Regions from separate parts of the Arabidopsis thaliana genome. Here region 2 is linked to region 1. Evidence: chromatin contacts called from public capture Hi-C data. All regions are on one chromosome and are shown on one strand. The core of a region is the stretch at or near the end of the contact, and the rest is flanking DNA. Distances in the headings are between cores, read along the strand shown. Region 1 holds the start of AT2G37820 (Cysteine/Histidine-rich C1 domain family protein). Region 2 holds the start of VCL1 (vacuoleless1 (VCL1)).

Evidence for each region. Capture Hi-C pulls out chosen DNA fragments and counts their contacts.
Region 2: a capture Hi-C map of seedling shows a contact between it and region 1, with 1.7 times the contacts expected there. The contact joins the promoter of VCL1 here to the promoter of AT2G37820 in region 1. A contact is called at or near these places in 2 of 26 Hi-C or Micro-C datasets (leaf and root) and 1 of 3 other capture datasets (seedling).

Annotation. Positions count from the first base shown.
Region 1 is chr2:15,846,014-15,848,713 of TAIR10.1, forward strand. It overlaps AT2G37820 (Cysteine/Histidine-rich C1 domain family protein), which reads left to right and starts at 1,437. Exons shown (of 1, transcript NM_129338.4): 1 at 1,437-2,646. The coding sequence starts at 1,528. The coding sequence ends at 2,400. It overlaps AT2G37810 (Cysteine/Histidine-rich C1 domain family protein), which reads right to left and starts at 38. Exons shown (of 1, transcript NM_129337.1): 1 at 1-38. The coding sequence starts at 38.
Region 2 is chr2:15,913,281-15,915,980 of TAIR10.1, forward strand. VCL1 (vacuoleless1 (VCL1)) reads right to left here and starts at 1,431. Exons shown (of 16, transcript NM_129359.4): 1 at 1,339-1,431; 2 at 68-926. The coding sequence starts at 910. It overlaps AT2G38025 (Cysteine proteinases superfamily protein), which reads right to left. Exons shown (of 8, transcript NM_179959.4): 5 at 2,484-2,589; 6 at 2,334-2,388; 7 at 2,212-2,265; 8 at 1,678-2,108. The coding sequence ends at 1,959.

The sequences.
Region 1 (2,700 bases), core at 187-2,686:
TGTTGGACTACTTGTTGTTCTACACTCGACGAAGACATCTCGTTGTTTGTTTGTTTTTCGTTGAGAGTGGTTAGGCTTTGAGAGAATGAATGGTGGTATAAAAAGAAACTGTTGTTTTGACCATTCCAATCTTCATTTGGCAAACAAGTAAGAATGGACGTTCAGTTGTGGTTACAAAATTAATAAATTTGTTTGACAATTTCAAGTCATAATAACTTTGTTCACTTGTGGTTACAAAAACATAAATTATTGGTCACTTGTGCTCCGACGAATAATAACTTAACTCAGTCGTTAGAAACTCATACAACGCGGTATAGCAGTTTCGCTGACATCAGGCTAGTTGACTGACGACGTACCCTATAAGCCTGTTCTAACTACATATAATGTGGCCTCTTTTTTGAGCCACTGTTTCTCTCTCTTTTTTTGAAATGATCTTCAAGGACTGAGTTCCATGGTTTTTCTGGAATAAATAACTTTTGCAGAGTATTAGTTAAACTACAAGAAATGCAACGTTCTCCTACAATAAAAATGGTAAAAATTTCGTAGAAAATATGCGTTTCTTTCTAATTTCCTACAACAAAAATGGTATAACGTTATACTATTATTTTATTTTGTGAAATTTGTAAAACTACATTTATGTCGGTTGAATTTTAGTGTAATAACGTGAACCTTTATAAGAAAGTAAACTAGTGATATGTAGTAGAATCCATAGTAAAAAGTTCCACTTTGATTTTGAGTAGAAATGTAAGGAGAATCCATATGATCATCATTCATTGAAACAAAATGTATGAAGTCAAAAAAGTAATAAAAGAACTGTATAAACTATAGGATTTGCTTCGTTTTTTTATTTTTCTTTGGGAACTTGCGGCGCCTAAAAAAAGATTAGAACTATTCCAAGCAATTATGACGGAGAATCGTGATATCGTATATTATTCCAGACAGCATTTTATATTCAACCATGTTGTCGTTGTAATATCCAATTAGCCAAACTTCAATCAAAGCATTATCATGCTTGACATGTTTGTAAATATAATATATTTTCAGTCTAAAACTAGTTATAGAAACAAATGTTAAAAGAATAATAGTTGTCTTTATAACCTTGATCAAAATGTACTTTCGTTTGTTATTAGTATTTTTAGATTTAGAATAAACCATATAGATAAGATAAGAATATGTAAATAAAAAATAAAAAAGTGGTCAAGTGTAACTCAACTAACAATTAAAAACCGGTAAAACCAATTCTACATAAATTTAAATATTAAAACATTAGTACATATCTATATTGAATGATTAAAAATGAACATTAAATATAATAAGGATAGAGACTTTCCCACCTCTTAAGTCAGTCAACTCGTCGAAAGTCAACTAATAACGGTGTGACACTCTGTCACAAATCAGAAGAGTAATCATATATACAACTCTCATTCTGATATTCGGAAGAAATGTCACTATACTTTCTTTTTGTCATTATATTTCCAACACCAAACACAACTCTCTGTCTCTCTCTCTGAATCAAGAACGGTAAAGATGGCTCCAAGGACACTAAAACGGCACACCGTTCAGCATTTCACGCATATTCATCCATTGACAGAGTTTAACAGCATTGGTGATTTCATCTGCGACGGCTGCAAAACCTACGGCTCAGGCAAGACATATCGATGCGAACCATGCAACTATGATCTCCATGAGTATTGTGCCACATGTCCCCTTACCCTTCCAACTTTCATTCATCCCCAGCATGAGCTCAGCCTCGTCGTTCGAAAACAACAGTCCACACGCCAAAACGACCGCGCGTGTGACATATGCGACGAGTCGGTAGAAGGGTTGTTCTACAGATGCAAGATATGTGAGTTTGACGTGCATCCTCTCTGCACGCAGCTGCCTCAACACGTGAGGCATGTCCTTCACCCTGCCCATCACTTAGAGTTTCGCCCCTCGGGAGCTAGCACGTGTATGGTTTGTCACGGCCCGTGCCAATCTTGGAGGTATAGGTGTGAGTTATGTAGATTCGATATCCATATGGAGTGTATCCTAGCCGTGTGTAACACGTCACCTTCTGACCAGACCGATGCGTCTGGTACTAAGAGCAGAGGACTCAAGCAACAAGGTGGACAACCGTCACCGCCCACGCAGTGGCAACAACCACATTTTGGTTACCCGTATGCGTATGGGCCGATGGGTCAACAACAACCTTATTTTAATTATCATCCCTATAATTACAATAATTTCAATTACATGAACGGGTATAATATGAATCCGGGTCAGGTACCAATGGCTGGGGCGAGTCAAAACTCGACTCCGAGTAAGGGCTGGAGAATGTTTACGATTGCATCGAAGCTAACAATGGGAGTTGTCTCTAGTGCAATATTTGGGTTTCCCATTACAAATCTCATGTCGTGACTTTTGTTTTCTTTCTTCTAATTTCGGCGCTAAAGTATAGTTACAACTTGCAAGAGTTATTTGGTGAATCCATACCCGAAAAAAAACACTAATTACAATGGTGAGTTTGGTAATAATCAATATTAGTGGTAAATTTGGTTTTCTAAAAATTGTGTGATGACATATCAGTGGTATACAGAGATATCAGATCTGATCAATATTTTTTTGACGAAAATGTAAGAAACAAATTCTTTCAACTATTTTTTTTTTTCCTGGAACATAAAACCATCGTGGATGGAACTATTAGCAAATGCAAATTCC
Region 2 (2,700 bases), core at 181-2,680, 67 kb after region 1:
GACAAGCAATGTTTATTATACAGTCTATTACAAAGAACCAAGCATCTAAAGAGGCAATGATGCATACCTCACAAGAGTAGTCAATAGCAATTTGTTTTGTTTCCATGTCAACAACAACAATCCGGCCATCATGAGTGAAGAGTGTTAGAAATTTTCCATTAGGTGATACAATCATCTTCTGGACCACTCCAATCAAATTCCCAGAATCATCATTCTGCATCTCAGAGTCATCAACACTAGGCTCATCAAACCTAATAGTTTGAACCATGTCCTCCTCCACAACAAAAATATCATCGCCAACTGCTACCAACACCTCAGCAATCCCAGACATCGTGTACTTAGGTTCCCTCACAGTCAAGCAGATTGGCTGAAGCAGATCATCTTCTGCTAACCCCGGCACATCAGGCAACTTAGAAGGCTTCATTGTCTTGAAATCGAAAATACAGATCAACTGCCCTCCTTCTGTCAAGCAGACAACACCATTTCCCCAGAAGACACACTCCACCACATTCTGCTCAAAGCACTCCTGGCCCATAGACATATTGGGCTCAATGAGCTCAGCGTGGATGTTGTAACGATAAATGGTTCCATCTTGGACAATGCAAATTAGTGTCTGATCATCTGACCAGGACATTCCGATCAGACGTCCCCCGGGATGCTTCCAAACCGTCTCAGAGAGAAGTATACCTGCTGAGTTAAAGATGCGGAGCTTTCTTAGAGCAGATTCAGCATATAGTTGGACAATCTTCGAGTCATCTCGAATAACTGCAATTGGCCCACCAAACGAAGCACACGCCACCTTGTTACGACTCAAATCTACATGTTTCCATTTCATTTGGTATATCTCAGGCTTCCTATAATATCGATCATAGAGAAGCTGCCATTCCGCAGCAACAGACACGTTTGCCATCTTATTTCGTCAGGACCTGCAGAATAATCAAAAGAGCCAGGATCATTGATTTGGTTATGAAAACAAAGAAACACATATCTAAAGGAGTAATAAGCCCCCAAAACATCATCCATGGCTAGAAAGTAGCAATGAATTGCTAAAAGAGAACTCTTTTAAGCTGATGGACACAAAATCACACTTAAAAAATCATCTAAAAATCGCAAATTTGACCCTAGAAATTACGTTAGCTGCGATCAAACTCGAAACTAAGCTGAATTTTTTCAATTCCCAATCTATAACTACACAATTTATATGAAGACTAATCTAGGTAAAGGCTCTACAATGAAACTGGAGCAATCAAAGTTCATCAATCTCATTACTTTAATCGATTTTGAGAACGTCGTTAAAGGAGTAATATTTGATAAACATCGATCAATAAGAAAACTTACGTTTGGTCAAAGAGGAGAATCGAGCAAGGTACGAATTTATCGACCGGACGAAGGAGTTTGGAGATCGGAGCGAAGACGAAACATCAAGCAAGCCACGATCCTATTTTCTTCAAATTAATTACCTTTTTCAGAAAATATACTTTTTTATTCTTTTTGATAAATACCATATTTTATGGATTTTACATTAATTTGGAACAATTATTTTAATGATACATGTATAATTATTTTTTTTTAAACTATGGGTTATTTTTTTCAAAAAAATAATGTGTGGATGTTTCAAAAAAAATCAAATTTCATAATGAAACAAACAAAAATTCGAAGAAGATAATACACATTGTGTTGAGAACAAACAATTATTACACATTGTCGGATTAACCATATAAATACCGAACTTTGCCTTTTGATTTGGCCAAAACCTTAAAGTTAAGGTAAAACCTTCATAGCTGTCCAACAATGTTAATAAATCCATCTTAGAGTTTAAGGTCATTGACAGAACTTTCAGTAACTTTGTCTCCCAAAGCACTCCTTATGTGATACACATACACTAATGGGTAAAAAATTTCAATTTCTCTGACCATATCAATAAATGTCAACGGCAGAGGCAAAAAAAAAAAATTTGGTCAACGAAGCAAATCATAGTGGTTTCTACCACTGTAAAGAAGCCTAACAACATTCTTGTTTGTCTTCCCCTTTCCCCAGCCTCCTCGAAATTCACTTCCATACTCTTGAATCGGTATAAAACCCGGCCCATACCCTCCTCCTCTTCCATGCTAGATAAACAATACCAAATAACTCAAGTTCTGAATACAGTTACTAGAACAAAAGAAACACCTAGTCTTGCTTACATAAGACTCAAATTCAAAGGGCGTTTACCTCGTGCTCAGGTATGTAGACGATGATAGGCTGTTTACATAGCTTGGAGAGAACCTGTTGAAGCAAAACACTGACATTAGATCATTTCTCTATGATGGCAGTTTTAAATGCAGGAAACTCACTAGCAGCTCGGACTCTCCTCCCCAGAAATCGTGTCTTCCAATCCGCTGGCAAAAGCTGAAGAAAAATGCTTAACGTGATAAGGAAAAACAATGCCATTTAGCTGAAAAGTGGTAATGAGTGTGAATGAATTCTTATGAGTTATGACTCACCGTTTCAGAGACTCATCCACAGTGATAGCCACTAAAGCTTCTTTGTACTTCTCCCTTTCCTTGGGGTCATTGCATATAACCTCTTTCACAGCCATTCGTAACTCATCTGTGAAACAAAGGCAAGTTTTGCCACACAAAAACATGATGAACAAGAGATAAACATTCAAATGTATAGACCAGAGAAACCACAAAACATTTTTCCACCAAAAAGGCTAAC